Linked DNA regions of Anas platyrhynchos: region 1 is linked to region 2. Evidence: chromatin contacts called from public Hi-C data. All regions are on one chromosome and are shown on one strand. The core of a region is the stretch at or near the end of the contact, and the rest is flanking DNA. Distances in the headings are between cores, read along the strand shown. Region 1 has its middle 14 kb from the start of EIF5. Region 2 has its middle 18 kb from the start of COA8.

Region 1 (6,837 bases), core at 4,173-6,672, 180 kb before region 2:
ATATGGCAGATGTATGCCAGGATGCTCTTCGCTCCCAAGAGCGTGTAGCTCAAGGCTTGTAGCGAGGCAGTGGCTAAAGATAAGGGAGAAGTGATTTGGAGTGGTTGCGGTGGCATAATAACCCGCTCAGTGCTTTTATTCACCCTTGCTGTGGTAGAGGCTGTCCCAGCCAGCACAGCCACAGTGCAAAGCTTCCAGAGAGGTCGTCTACAGACAGGGTGCAGCTCTCAGGAGGCATTAAAAAAGCATGCACAAGACTATCCTATATTTTCATGCACAAGACTATCCTTCCTCCCTGCTCAGAACTTCCTTGTTCTTTGGGCTGAGATGCTCACTAGGAGATCCTAATCTCCGCCTTTGTCTCCAGCCCAGCTGATATGTTGCTGTCCCGATACGCCCCGAGTTAAGCTGATTTATGTCCGATGGGGTAACGCTTAGCACATGGGAGGGTTCCAGTTGTGCAAGTTCACCCTGATGTTTGAAAAGCAGAGGTATTAGAGGAAAGTAGTGGATGTGGTGATCTGCAACAGAGCTGTCTTCTCATCTGATAGCTGCCATGCAGCAATTATCACAGCAACTCTGCGTTCCCAGGGAATGGAAGTGGCAAGGACAGAAAGAACAGAAGCAGCAGACCCACCAATTAGTTTGCCGAAGTGTGGCAGCTCTTTTTTTCTCAAACACTACTCAGAAAGAGCCTTGGAGGCTTGTTGCTGAGCGTTGACTCCTCAGCACTCAGTAACACCACAGAGCCACGAAGCTGTAGAACAGACAACCCAGAAGGCAAGGCAATAAAAAGCAGCTTGAAAACATTGCTCTTTAAAGCCTTACCTGTGAAACTCTGATTGTGTGCTTAACTTTCAGCTTAGGTTTCATAAATTTGGTGGTGTCATTGGGATTGATTACTTATGGCAGGCTGATTGTGCTTGAAGACACATTTTGAAGACACTCACTTTATTCCATGGAGGTGCCGGACTCTGCTGGCCTGGAGCTGGTGAGGAGCAGTTGGAACAGAGTTGTCTGGTCACACAGCAGACCGAATTCTCCTTAAGGTGGCAGAGAAGTGTAAAATGGCAAGCTTCTGCAACTCCTTCATGTTTTTCAGAAGAAAAAAAGACAACATCTTGGGTTAGGAACTGAAGAAAGAGAGGGTTGTCATTGCTAGTAACCAGGGAGCCATTCCTTCTGATGTCGGGGAAAAACATTTCATGTTAAACCATCTTTCTGGACACCAGTCTGTCTGCTTGCACATGTTTCAGAACTGCTGTTAATTAAAGAGCTAAGTCTCCTTAGCCATTTGGCCTCGGCAAAAAGCCACCTGCTAGGTTTCTGTAAACAGGATGCCAGCAGCTTCCAGTGACGGCCCCACGGGTCCGCACAGAGGGAGCAGCGAGGTGCGGGGCTGGCACAGGCACACGCACAGGGGTCCAGCACTGCCACAGCTCTGCCAGCAAGGATGCTCGGCCCCAAGGTTACTTCAGTGCACGGTATCAGGGCTGGCCCTGAACAGCAGCAGCCGAGCACCAGCAAGGCGAGGGGAGAGGCTGCAGAGCCTGTTCCTGCTCTCAGGGCCCCGGCGTTTTCTCAGGTTGCAGCAGGAGAGTGCTGTTTTTTCCACTTCTAATCTTATCTCTTCACCCTGATGTTAGATGCATTTTGTGCACGGTATTTTCTTTCTCAAGAGGGGAAGAGATGATGCAAAGGAGAGCTCTGGTTTGAGGCTGGGGTCTGGGCGCATAAGCAGCACGTTGCAAATGAGGGAAGCAGCAGCACCGGGAGCTCCTTGGTGGGAGGTCTGTGTGGGTGTTTGCATTATTCTCTCTGAATTTTTGCTTGATACTGATTTTCATATCGATCTGCTACTAATAAAACCCAGCTAACAGCATTGACGTCAATGGAGTTAGCCTGGATTTGTATCTGTGTCATTAAGGAAGACATCCGGCATCTTTAGGGGAAATGTGAAGAAACGTGTATATTATCCCATTCCTGCACTGACGGGGAACTGTTAGGTAAAGAATCACTCTTAGGGACAAAATTGCAGGTGTATAAACTGTCAACAGAATTGAACCACACAGAAAAAAAAAAAAAAAAAAAAAAAAAAGATTAAGTAAAGAGGCCAAGGCTTTTTCACTTGATCTCTGCTGCTGGGAAAGCTGGATTTAAGAGCTTCTGCCTCCTGCCTCAGCCTGCCAGTGTTGGTATTCTGCACCACAAGCAGGTGAGCTCGGTGGTCCCAGCTGGAAATGCCTTGGCTCAGAGTGGCCACAGTTGGTGGGCCAGCACATGAGGGGTTGAAATGGGAAGCAGGAGCATGGCTGCAGTCACAAGAAAATACCACTCCGTGGGGGAAAGTCACAGGATTTTAAATAATCTCTTTTAGATTCTTTTTTATCACCTGATGCCTAATCCAGGAGTTTTCATTCTCCACGTTTTCTCCAGGATCAGGATGGGTACATCTTCTTTTCCATTTATTCTGGTGAAAGACTTACATGTAAGATCCACAATACAGAAGGAATGGTTTTAAAAGTTGTTGACTTTCAGTGCACTTTTGACAAAATCAGAAGGATCAGTTTAAACAAGGCAAATGCTGTTCACTCTGAGGCTGGACGTGCATCCACTTGAGCTGCTGCCAGGAATCCAGGAATGCACCTCTTCCAGAGGAGTGGAGTCCCTGCCTGGGTGGAGCTGCACAGATAAAGGGAAAGGAAACCTTTCTGTAGCAAAAGCAGGCTGGATCCTACCTAATAGATGTCACAGAGGACCAACACCTTCATACTGCAGCCAAAAGGAGTAGCCAAAAGTTAATTATTAAGTAGCATGTCTTGCTGAATTCAAGACACCAGAAATAATATATATATATATATATATATATATAAATAAAAGATAAAAAGTAGTAATGTGTAAGCAGAACTAATCTTCTGTGCAGTTCTCAAGCTGATTACAAATAAACGGGATGAGGGGGGGATGAGTCCACCTAGTCAGCTCCTGGTCAGTTCTGATGCCAGAAGAGAGCAGCAATCCCTACGGTTTTGGCAAAACAAATGCCATATAAGAGAGAGGTGCCTACAAAGCCTCCGAAGGCTCTGGAGCTAAGCAGCCGGCCTTTCCCCAATAAATGCTCTTGGCAAACATCCTCACTTGCATGGACCTGGAGGTGCCTCCAGTTGTACATGAGGGTGAAGCAGTGCTGGAGGGGTCAGGAGCAGAGGAGGCTCAGGGGCAGCACCATGGACACAGCCAGCTCCATCCTGGTGCAGTGTGGTGGAGGAATGAACAGTGACCTCCCATTCTGTAATGCAAACAGGCTTGTCCTGGGCGAGGGGGTGGTTTTATCTGAATCACCGAGGGGGAACGGATTGTTCCTGGTGGGAGGAGATGTGTGAGAGCAGGTACCTGTCTGTTGTGCGAGCCTTTTCTGGGGGCGTTTGGTGATGCTCGCTGGGGAGCTGCGGTGCTTCGTGAGCACAAGGCATTAACGACTGCAGGGTCTTTGTTAACGTAGTCTTTTATGATATTGTCGCCTCCTTTGTTCCTTTTTTCTTTTTTTTTTTTTCAGTGCTGGGGGGGTTGGGAGTGGAAGCTAGAAGCCGTGGTATCATTAACAGCAGAAAACCTGTTCTTCAGGAAAGCCTGCAGCTGTGTGCTGGCTGGGGAAGGAGTGGCTGCGCTCATGACACAACCTGCCGTGCACATAGCTGCCCGGGAGGGTAATGCGGGATGGCAGTCGCCTTTCTCTGACCTCCCTTCCTTATCAGCTCACACCCGCCTTCAGCCTGGGATCAAAGCGGCCAGCTGCTGATCGGGGCCTGGCTCGGTGACCTGCGAGGAGCTGCTCGTCTTGGAGCACAGTGCTCACACTGCAGGGACGGCTCCCTGTGGCCTGCTCTGCTGTTTCCCACCCCACAGGACTTGCTTTGCTGTTGAGAAAAAGTCTCTGTCTTGGTCCAGAGCTGGGCAGTGGCAGGGATTTTGGTGTCTGTCAGTGGGATGCCTGTAGCTAGACGAGATGTCATGTTATGGAGGTCCATGCCTTGGGGAGGTACCTGGCTGTCAGAGAAACCTTTAGTCCTGGGAGGTTTCCATGACCTGCTTTCCCTCCCTAAATGCTGACCATATCAGAGACCCACTTCCCATTAATGTCCCCCAGGCTGGAACACAGAACCCAGTGTGGGATCTCAGCCATCCACTCAAACCCACAAACACACGTGAGCCAGCACTGCCTCATCTCCTCTGACGTGCTGTGGGAAGCAGACCATGGTGGGCGGTGGAAAGGGAACCAGAAAAGGGTCTGACCCCACTGCCACCCGTCTGACCCCACGGCCACCCGTGTCCCCGAACCCCAGCAGCGGCACAAGGAAGCCCCGCGGCCGCCAGGGGGTGCCCGTGCCCCGGAGCCGCCGCCCCAAGCCCCCCCGGTAACCAGCGGCAACGGCGAGAGAAAAGCAAAATACATTAAAAATTAAAAAAATAAAAAATCATTCCTCCATTCCTTCACAATTTTCTCACCCCTGAATATTTTCTGGCTCCAGAGCTACCGGGATCGGTTGCCTCCCTCCCAGCCCCCACCATGCTCGTTTCCCTTTCATACCCTTTTTTAACCATCTGAGCAATAATTGCAAATTCTCTGCTAGATGGGGAAGGGGCTCCTGGCACCCGCTGGCAGCCTGCATGGGGAAGCAGGGTCACACCTGCAGCATGTCCCCGAGGGGTTTGGGGAGCCCAGGGACAGGAAGGTGGCACGGGTGCTGTGTCACCACCACCCCAAAACGCCTCACAGGGGGAAAGCTGCAGGGAGTGGGGAGCTGCTTGTTCTGGCAGGCGGTGGTTGGAGAGAGGGGTGGTGGAAATCAGCCTGTCCTGTCAGATGTGTCATGAAACCGCTCAAGGGATTCAGCTGCCTCTGCAGCACACGCAGACTGTACATCAGGAGGTGTTTTCCTCTGGAAGGTATAAAGCGCTGAGTGCTCTGCCTGGGAAGAACTGCTCGCTGAGCTCCAGCCTGTGTCCTTCAGGCAACCTGGATGATCTTAAAACCCTGCTCCGTGTAATATCAGTTCACGTGCTCTGAGGGTAAAATGCTGCCCTTTCTGTGGGAGGACACTTTCAGGCTGTGCACAGCTGGCTTGTTCTTGGCAGGACATCGTCACGTCCCCACAGGGCTGAGTGGCTGCTGTGCTGTGGGTGCCCCAGCTCCCAAATCTTTTTCCAGGTGGCACAGAGAGGGAAGGAGCAGCTGCACCAGCGGCACTTGCTTGGATGCTTCCCCACACAGCTCTCCGGTGGAGGCAAGGGAGCCCCAATGAAACATTCGGGCACCTCGTTGGTATGGGTGAGAACAGAGAAGCATCCTCAGCCTGTCCCCAAAATGGGCTCAGATAAGCAGGAATCAGTCACCGTTGCTAGCTGGGCAAGGGGAGGGATTGTTCTGCACTGTGCTGGTGTGGCCTTGCTGGGTGCAGTTTTGGGCACTACAATAGCAGGACAAAACTATTAAAGAGTGCTTAAAGGTGGGCTAGAGAGATGGTGAAGGGCCTAGAGGGGAGGATGTACGAGGAGCAGCTGAGGCCCCTTGGTTGTTCAGCCCCGAGCAGAGCAGGCTGAGGGGAGGCCTCATGGCGGCCTGCAGCTCCCTCACGAGGGGAGCGGAGGGGCAGGCGCTGAGCTCTGCTCCCTGGGGACAGCAACAGGACCCGAGGGGACGGCATGGAGCTGGGACAGGAGCTGGGGCAGGCGAGGGACAGGCTGGGGGTTAGGGACAGGTTCTGCACCCAGAGGGTGGTCGGGCACTGGGACAGGCTCCCCAGGGTGGTGGTCACAGCACTGAGCCTGACAGAGCTCAAACAGTGTTTGGACACCGCTCTCAGACACGTGGGCTGTTTTTTGGGCAGTGCTGTGTGGAGTCAGAAGTTGAACTCAATGGCCCTTGTGGATCCCTTCCAACTCAGGACATCCTGTGACTCAGTGACCAGCAGCCCCAGGAGACACAGACAAGGGGCTCGCTCCTGCCTTGTGAGCGTGTGAGGAGCCCCCAGCTGCACCGCGGTGCCATGCAAGGCACAGGGCGAGGCTGGTGCCCTGCTGCTAGAGCCCCCACACCCGGCCAGCAGGGACACGGTTGGCCGGGGAAGAGGGACAACCTTCAGGAGGCAGCTGGCGGTGTCTTTGTGGGGCTCTGAGAAACCAGCGAATAATCCTTCTTCATGATAAATGAGGATGGCAGGGTGGTTTGGGTTTTGTTTTGTTTTATTTAAATATTTTTTTTTCTTTCTTCTTTTTCTCATATCTCTCTATCTTCTTCGAAAACATGCATAGCCTGCATTTCCTGGGAGGGCTTTTGGGTGACTGTCAGCCCACTGAATTTATGGCTCTGCAGGTGTCAGAGAAGCAAAACCTGATCGTCTGAATCTGATTCAGGGAATTTTAATGTATCTGAGTATCACTGGATACCTGTGGGACCCGCTGTGTGGGAAGAGGCTGTTTCGCCCCCAGTTTCCCAGCCTTGCTCACTGGCAGAGGTGGCTGCTCCCTGGACGCTGTGCTCCTCGGGGCCACCATCTCAGCAGCTTTACCACACCCCTGCTCCTTTGCCTCTTGCTGCCCAAGAAACTCAATGCTTAAATTTGAAGGGAAAACAAACAAACACACAAAAATGCTAAAGCAGAGACCAGTTGGACACCAAAGTCGAGAGCTGGGTCTCTAGATCCCTATTTTCTTGTTTCTCTCTGAAACACTAAACCCACGTGGGGACATCAACACCCCCTTTGTCTCAGTTCTCTCTGCTGCATGGGCTTTCTCCTCCCTCTCCCTCTGGGGGAGGCTGCTGCTGAAGATGGCGTGTTT
Region 2 (7,354 bases), core at 2,787-5,286:
AGTTCTCATGCTGCTCTCTCTTGATGCAGTGATAATTAGTGCACTGGTTTAATGTAACCTGTGAGTATTATAAAAGACAGCTGTGTGGCTGGGAGAAATAAATAAATAAATAAATAAACCAGAATTACATTCTATTTAAAAATGAGAAACCATAGAAAAATGACTTCACATGAGCCAGTATAGGAAACAATAGATAAGGATCTGAAAGCCTCGCTCCCCACTGAGTTCTCTGCTGTCTGGCAGAGTGGTGCCATTTCCCCACGTTACGTAAAGAGATTACTGCCCTCACAGCACTAAGAGGAGAGTCTGAGCTCCTAATTTTTAGATTCAAGGCCAGGCTCACATTATGAAATTAAAATTAGAAAAGTGTGAAGACCTTTGCATCCGTGACATTTTTTGTAGGCTCATCTCGGTTACAGGGAAATTTAAAAGACTAATTACAAAGAGGGAAAATCATGGCCTGCATGCAATTTACTTGTCTCTGCCAACCTAGGCAAGTCAGGTGCAGGAAATCCCGGACAAGCTACAGCACTCCTTCCCTTGTCCCTGCTGGAGCATGGTGTGAATCCTCAGAAAAGAATGCAACAAGATGTAATATGTAATGGCTGGGGAAAATGGATGAATAGAGGAGAAAAATGACTCCTCTGAGGTCACACAAGCAAATCGGTGAAGATTTCTAGAACTTCACCACCGAACTTTTTTCTTAACTAGATTATGTAACTTAGGTAGGCTATGTAATGCTCAAAATTCAGAATTTGGTCTGTTCTTTAATGTTCCAGGTAATGAAAAGATGGTATGGAGGTGGAGATACAACTGTTTTGTTGTACCCAGGTATGCAGTGGGAAAACTCATACAAGCCATCTAATTCTGTTCTTGATAGCGAGTGACTACAGCACAGTACTGGTGCTTTATCTTTGAAGACCTTTGGGGTGGTTAATGCACAAAAGGCATCAGTTGCCGGATTTTCAGGACTTAGGAAATTAGGTATTTTAGCAAGGTTTTGTTCTTCGGTGCCACAGGTGGAAGAGAGACCACAGAGACTATAGAGACCACGGAGACTATGGACCTATAGAGAGTTCAAGCAGGTCTCTAAATTGAAAGCTACAGTGAACCCAATTAAAAATGCAATTTACATGTGATTATAACTCATTTGCCTAAAATGCAGTTGTTTTGCTGCTATTTTTGTCAGGCTTAGGCTTCAACACACTCTTCCCTTCACACTTTCAGAATTACTCATTTGCATTTCTCATTTTCTCACCTTTGTTTCCATCCAGTCCTGAATGTCAGAGGATCAGAGGATTATCTGTGTAACCCGGCCGTGTGGGTGCCTGAAGACTACGCTGGGGCATTGCTTCCCTGAGCCTCTAAGAGATCTTGTATTTAGATTGAAACATGACTGTATTATCTGAATAACCAGGGCTTCCCTGTATTCATACAACCTATTCTTACAGCAGATATGAGGACTTAATCCACTCTGTTTTACTCCCTGAAGATTCGACCAAAGTTTATACAGCACTGGCTTGTCTGAATGTATTCATAAATTGCCACAAAACCTCCTTTGGAATGGCAGCTAATGCGGTCGGATGATTACAAAGGATGAGCTCATGCTTTTCCCCGTAACAAGCGCCACATTGTTAAGGGCTTTGGGGAGGGGAGTGGTGAATGGCAGGGAGTACACTCAGTATTAGGGTCAGGGGATGCAGGGGTGAGAGCTGGGATTTGGAGCACTTAAACTGGTTTCAGTGGTCGTTTGGTTGAAAAGATTTTAAAAAAGAGGTTTTACAAATACGCTGGAGGGAGGGGAGGCTTTTGTGCAAAAATCCTTCAGCCCTCTTCTCTTCTGCAGTTGAGCAGTACTTACCGATGCACTGGAAAGCACGGTCTCTCTCCCACTCGTACCAGTAAGGAAATTCTGGCTTCAAGAAACAGAACAGCAATTTTATAGTCTGCAGTGCTGTTCTGCAGTGCTAACCATGAATCCTTTAATTTCACCCTTCAATTACCCTAACTACAATTTCTTTCTACAGGAGCAGTAATGTAGAGCTAAGCCACCCTAATGCATGAATAAATAAATTAATAAATAAATCGGGAGAACTAACAGGAAAGGCTTTTTATATTCTATGTTTTGTCTAGAAGTACAATCCTTAAAAAAATAAAATAAATAAATAAATAATAAAAAGGTCTTAACTGAAATTCTTCCCAAGTGAAACCTCATGCAGAACAATAGAGGAGACTGCAAATACACAAATACAGTTAAACGGCTGAAAAGGTTAATAAGGGGGAAAAAAATGGAGACCATTAACTCAGGTTCCTATGTTGAGATCAGCTCAATGGTAAGGAATTAGAACAAAGACAGAAGCAAACAGAACAGATGCCAAGATATGCCAGTTTACTATAGAGAACAAATAGTGGATTTAGTCTGCTTCGGCAAAAATATTAAGCCAAGTAACTGTTTAGATAAAGAAACATTATGAAAACAAGGAGTTGCTGTACTTCTATTCCTAGGACTCCTGTGTTTGAAAACAATGCAGCAAATATAGCTGGATGATTAATTTTGCAGAAATAAATAAAGGGTGTTAACCTGAAATGAATCACAGCTCATGAAGTTTATGTCATATTACTGAATTGAAGGAATTTCCTCCAGCCTAGGAACATTTTGAGTGACACCCCAGCTGAACAGCATGCTCAGAGTGCCACCTGATGGCGAAGCTTTGCTTTTCGCTCACCCGCTGTCTTCAAAATGTAGTAGCAATGATCTCATCGCTGTTTTCCTAAGCTATGAGAAAAAGCTTCTGCTTAAATTGCAAATGCTCATTTGCTCAGGAAGGAATATCTCTGGTGTTATGTTCCTACCAGCTATCACCAGTTGGATCAAGTAGGCTGGCTCAGCATTTCAGTGGGAGTATTTGAGGGACAGGCTGTGGTGCTCAGGGGAGCAGGTACCCCCCCAGACAGGGGCACAGTTCCTACTGACTTCTGTAGGAACAGGATTTCATTCTGTTTGGTCCCCAGTTTTCATGTAGAGGAGCTCTGCTTTTCCACCTGCATTGGAGGCATTAGTACCTACTAAGAAATGATGCAGCCTGAAGTTTAGCTTTTTAGCTAAAACAGGCTTTCATAATCTCCGCTAGTCTTTGCTGCAGAGGCTGTTCAAGCTGCTCAAATATAAAATATGAATGACTGAAATAATTGTTTGTGAACCTGCATATCTCTGCTTCTTAAGAGAAACTGCAGGCAATGCTTACGTACACCAGACCATGGTATTATCTTCCCCAGAAGGAATCTAGAAAGAAGCTGACTATTATTATTATTATTATTATTATTATTATTATTATTGTTATTGTTATTGTTATTATTAATAATATTATTATTTTGTAATAACTACGTTTAGTTTTTAAAACAATGTCCCTTGTTGCTCTACTAGGACATGAAGTGGGTAAGAATTCAGAATAAGTATTCATTATAACATTGTTTGTAGGAAACCAATATCGAGCACAATCTCACTTTATTTAAGGATCCTTGGGGGTAAAACACAAATCCTTCTGGAACTTCATGCTCTTTAAAGAAAAAGAGAGAGAGAGAGGGAGAGAGAAAGAAGAGCAAGCATTATTACAAGCAAGGCATATCAGATGAAGAGATATATCTAAGCTGATATATTAGAATAATATTTCACAATGACAGTGCTGAGACTTTGGAGTAGAGACCCAGAAATGGTGGACTCTCCATCCTTGGAGATATTGAAAACCCAATAGGAAAATGCCCTGAGCATCTCGATCTAGCTTCAAAGTTATCCCTGGTTTGGGCAGGGGGTTGGACCAGATGCTTTCCAGCAGTCCCTTCCAACCTAAGTTTTCTCTGATTCTGTGATGCAGACAAGGTCTTGTGTCCTTTCATGGATGGGAAACATCATCCCACTCTTCCACTCTGACCAGCAGACAATAAATTTAGCAATGCCTCTCTCTGCACTGGAAGGTTGCACCAACCTAGAGCTGACAAGTCACTGATTCACCCAGATGTCGTCCAGCCACATCCAGCAAGATCACCCTTTTAGAAGCTCCTCCAGATGAGGCTGACCAACACAAGTGTGTGTCACGCTGCATTACTGTAAACTCCCAGAGACCATGACCTCTGTGCAAACACAATATTTCAAGCATAGCTGACAAAACAAAGTCAGGGGACTGTATAGAACATCCTTTCTAACACCCACATTGAAAATCCCCAGTAAATGTAGGTGCTTTCCTTATCCATCACACTAGCTTTCCCACAAAGCCTTTGTCCTGCCCATACAGAAGAAAATATCCCCTTTTCATCATCCAAAAGCAAAATTTCTTCATTAAGAGCAGCTGCCAGTTCACGTGGCTGCGCCACGCTGCAGCTCTTGTTGGGCCTGTACAGCCCCTTCTTCTGCCCACATGGCATCTTATTTCTGTTGCTTTCCTAAAGCCCAGTTGAGGTGGACAAAATATGAATGTCTCTCATAAGGTGTTATTCACATCAGTGTTACGTTTACCAAAGCTGCTTCCACTTTGTCATTGCATCCAATACACAGTTGGACACAAGTCCTATGAATACAATTATTTTCACATAATGCATCTCAGCTGTGTTGTCTTGATCATTTCTGATTGGAAAACTCCTGACTTAGAGCCTTTTTTGTGCTAAATTTTCGCCTTAAATTCGCCTGCTTTCACAGCTAAGACTAAAACGCTGTGTGCTGTAGGGCCCTGTGAGGTCTTCTTCCACTGCTACAACCCTGGGCCTGCAAATGGGCCCTGGGACATGTGTGAAAGGACACTCAGTGTCCCCTGGTGGACGATGGCTGAGCTCACAGATGTCAGTGAGATGGTGCAAGAGGAGCAACCACCCCGCAGCACATAGCCTGTGGTCAGGCACGTGCCGAAGGCAGGGCAGGCTGGGCTGCTCCCAAACCACTGCTGCCAGGGTCCCCACCATCAAGATCCCCAAGGATCAGGGGATCGGGGCTAACAGCACCCACTGCCTACCCTCCTGACCCTGCTTCAATGATTCTTGTCCTGCAAGACACGAGCCACATACCACTAGGTCCAGAGGGACTGTGGCAGTGCTCCAGCGTGACTTCTGCATAGCAAAAGCCGGAGTCTCTGCCACCAATTCGTGCAGCAGAGGGAATTATTTTTCCCTCATTATGTGGATGTATATCTGCTGGGATTCGAGCTCGTGACATCCTGCGTCATGAAGAGTTACTGGCAATGAAAATAGATGGATGTTCTGTGTGTCACACTCAGAGATTAATTAAATGGCTACTGAGTGGACGAGCTTTCTCAGCCAGCAAAAATCTTCAGGAAGTACTGGGACACATTGGTCTCTGGAAATGTGTCATAGTATCACTGGTCACCATCCTCTCTCACCAAGGTCACCGAAACGTTTGGCAATGCATCTGTGCCTTCAGACACCCTCTGAGAAGAGCGTGACCAGCACAGCCACCAGCTGACACCTTGTTCTTCAAAAATCTTGAGGTTTCAGCGGGGCCCTGGAGGCAAAGGAAGGGAGGAGACGCGCCTGTTGCAGTGTGCCCTGGCATTTCTGGAGGCATGCTGCTTCAGACACAGACTCACCGAGGGCTCGTGATCGATGACATCAAAGCAGCATTGGGAGCGAACCCGCCAGCCCAAACACTATGCAAGCCAAAGCAAGCACCCACCATGTGAGGGCTGGCCGTGGGACTGACATCATTTCTTGCCACCAGCACCTGCAGGTGGCTGCAGGGCACCTCTGGGAGGCACAGCCCTGCCTCTGGTGGAAGTGAACTGGAAGCCGAGGGAGATGTGTGCGGGAGCTATTGGTGGCAGAGGTAGCCTGCAAGGCAGGCACCGGCTGCAGGGGTGTTCAGAAACATCACCATGTACCCACAGAACAAACTCACACGTTATTTCAGCAATCATCCTGCTAATCCTCAGTTTGGAAGAGCCCATGCTTGAGCTGACAGACTGCACAAAGCATGCAAAGGCAGGAGGCATGGTCAATTTGTGCAGCTTTGGCAAGTGGTAGCACACCCTTCTGTGCTTCCCTCCAGCAAGGGCACGGGCTGCAAGGGGTCAGTGAGGGTTTGCTCTGCAATTCTGGGGCAGTGAGAAGGGGGTGAGAAGCACGAATCCTGCCACCCCTGTCCTCAGTCTTCATCAGTGGGCTGGGAGGGAGTCCTGCCCCCAGGTCGAGGGCTTTCATTTGCACAGGAGGCAAAGCAGGGTCAGGAGCCTTATCCGACCTACTCATTAGCAGCTATATTTGCAAATGATTAAATACGTGTAAAGCAGAGGACAGGAACCAATTTCCTGTAATTTGTTCCTCACAATAAGGGCATCAGAAATGTAAATGCGCTCAGATTTCAGCCATGCAGAAGTCTGTTTTTCCTTTCCAACCTCACCTAGCTGCACAGCAAGCGGAGGTGAAGCCAAGCCATTCTCCCTGACATTCACCAGGGGTCCTCTATCTCCCCCCCTTCCCAACCACACAGATGATGCTCTGCTCTCTCTCCATTCACACGGTCTCCCTTACCTGCCATGCCGAGGTGCAGACTCACAGCTGGAGGCACAGATTACCCCCTTACAGCTTGCACAGTGCCCTTGCATAGAAAAGGAGAACCCAAAGCTGTGAGGTTGCAGAGGGCATTTGTGGGACCAAGAGGAGCAGTGGCTCTCTGTCAGTGCCCACTTCCAGCTGCTTTTAGTGAATGCAGCATCAACCAGGGGAGCAAAGTGACCAGTGCTGTGTGCTGGTACATGTACGGGTGCTGCATAGCCTGCCCAGTAAGCCGTGTACAGCCCTATTTTTATCACTCGTCTCTGACCCAAATACAGCAAACACAACACCCACGAGCTGTCTCCGCACAGCCGGGCTGGTTTGTTTGTTCTTCAAACAATCCCCCTGTGGAAAGCACCTGCATCTCTCACACTTAACAGCTTATGTCCAGCATCTCCTGAGAGGATGGGCAGTTTTCCAGCCTTCTGCAGAGGAGGGACAGGGTTCCCTTTCCAGGAGTGGCAGCGTGCAGCCAGGCCGGTGTTGCAGCAGGCTGGATAAGACAGCTTTCATGAAAACATTAACTGAAGTGCCCTGGTTGACACATGCAATGATGCCTGAATTCACAGAGATGGGCAGGAGGCAAAGCAGCCAGGAGTGAATTCATGCAAAGATAAGGCACTTTCCGAGAACACACGAGGACCTCTGGACAAACAGTGAGGAAGTTATTTATTGAGGAACTAACACAGGGCTGGCAGGGCTCCGCTCAGGATGGCGAAATCTGCTTTCCCATCCTGAACCGAGGGGTTACAAAGCTTGAAGCCAATAGCCAAGGTGGTGAACAGCAAGAGGGAGCTGC

The links. Hi-C and Micro-C count contacts between places; a contact is called where the count stands out from the background.
Region 1: a contact with region 2 is called in a Hi-C map of liver, with 7 times the contacts expected there. The contact joins two enhancer-like sites. A contact is called at or near these places in 2 of 8 Hi-C or Micro-C datasets (liver and subcutaneous adipose tissue).

Annotation. Positions count from the first base shown.
Region 1 is chr5:10,778,771-10,785,607 of IASCAAS_PekinDuck_T2T, reverse strand. No RefSeq gene overlaps it. Among named protein-coding and RNA genes, the nearest start is that of EIF5, 14 kb to the left of the region's middle. Within about 2 kb of position 5,422, at least 3 of the 8 cell types and tissues checked have an H3K27ac peak or open chromatin away from gene starts, as enhancers often do.
Region 2 is chr5:10,597,618-10,604,971 of IASCAAS_PekinDuck_T2T, reverse strand. No RefSeq gene overlaps it. Among named protein-coding and RNA genes, the nearest start is that of COA8, 18 kb to the right of the region's middle. Within about 2 kb of position 4,036, at least 1 of the 8 cell types and tissues checked has an H3K27ac peak or open chromatin away from gene starts, as enhancers often do.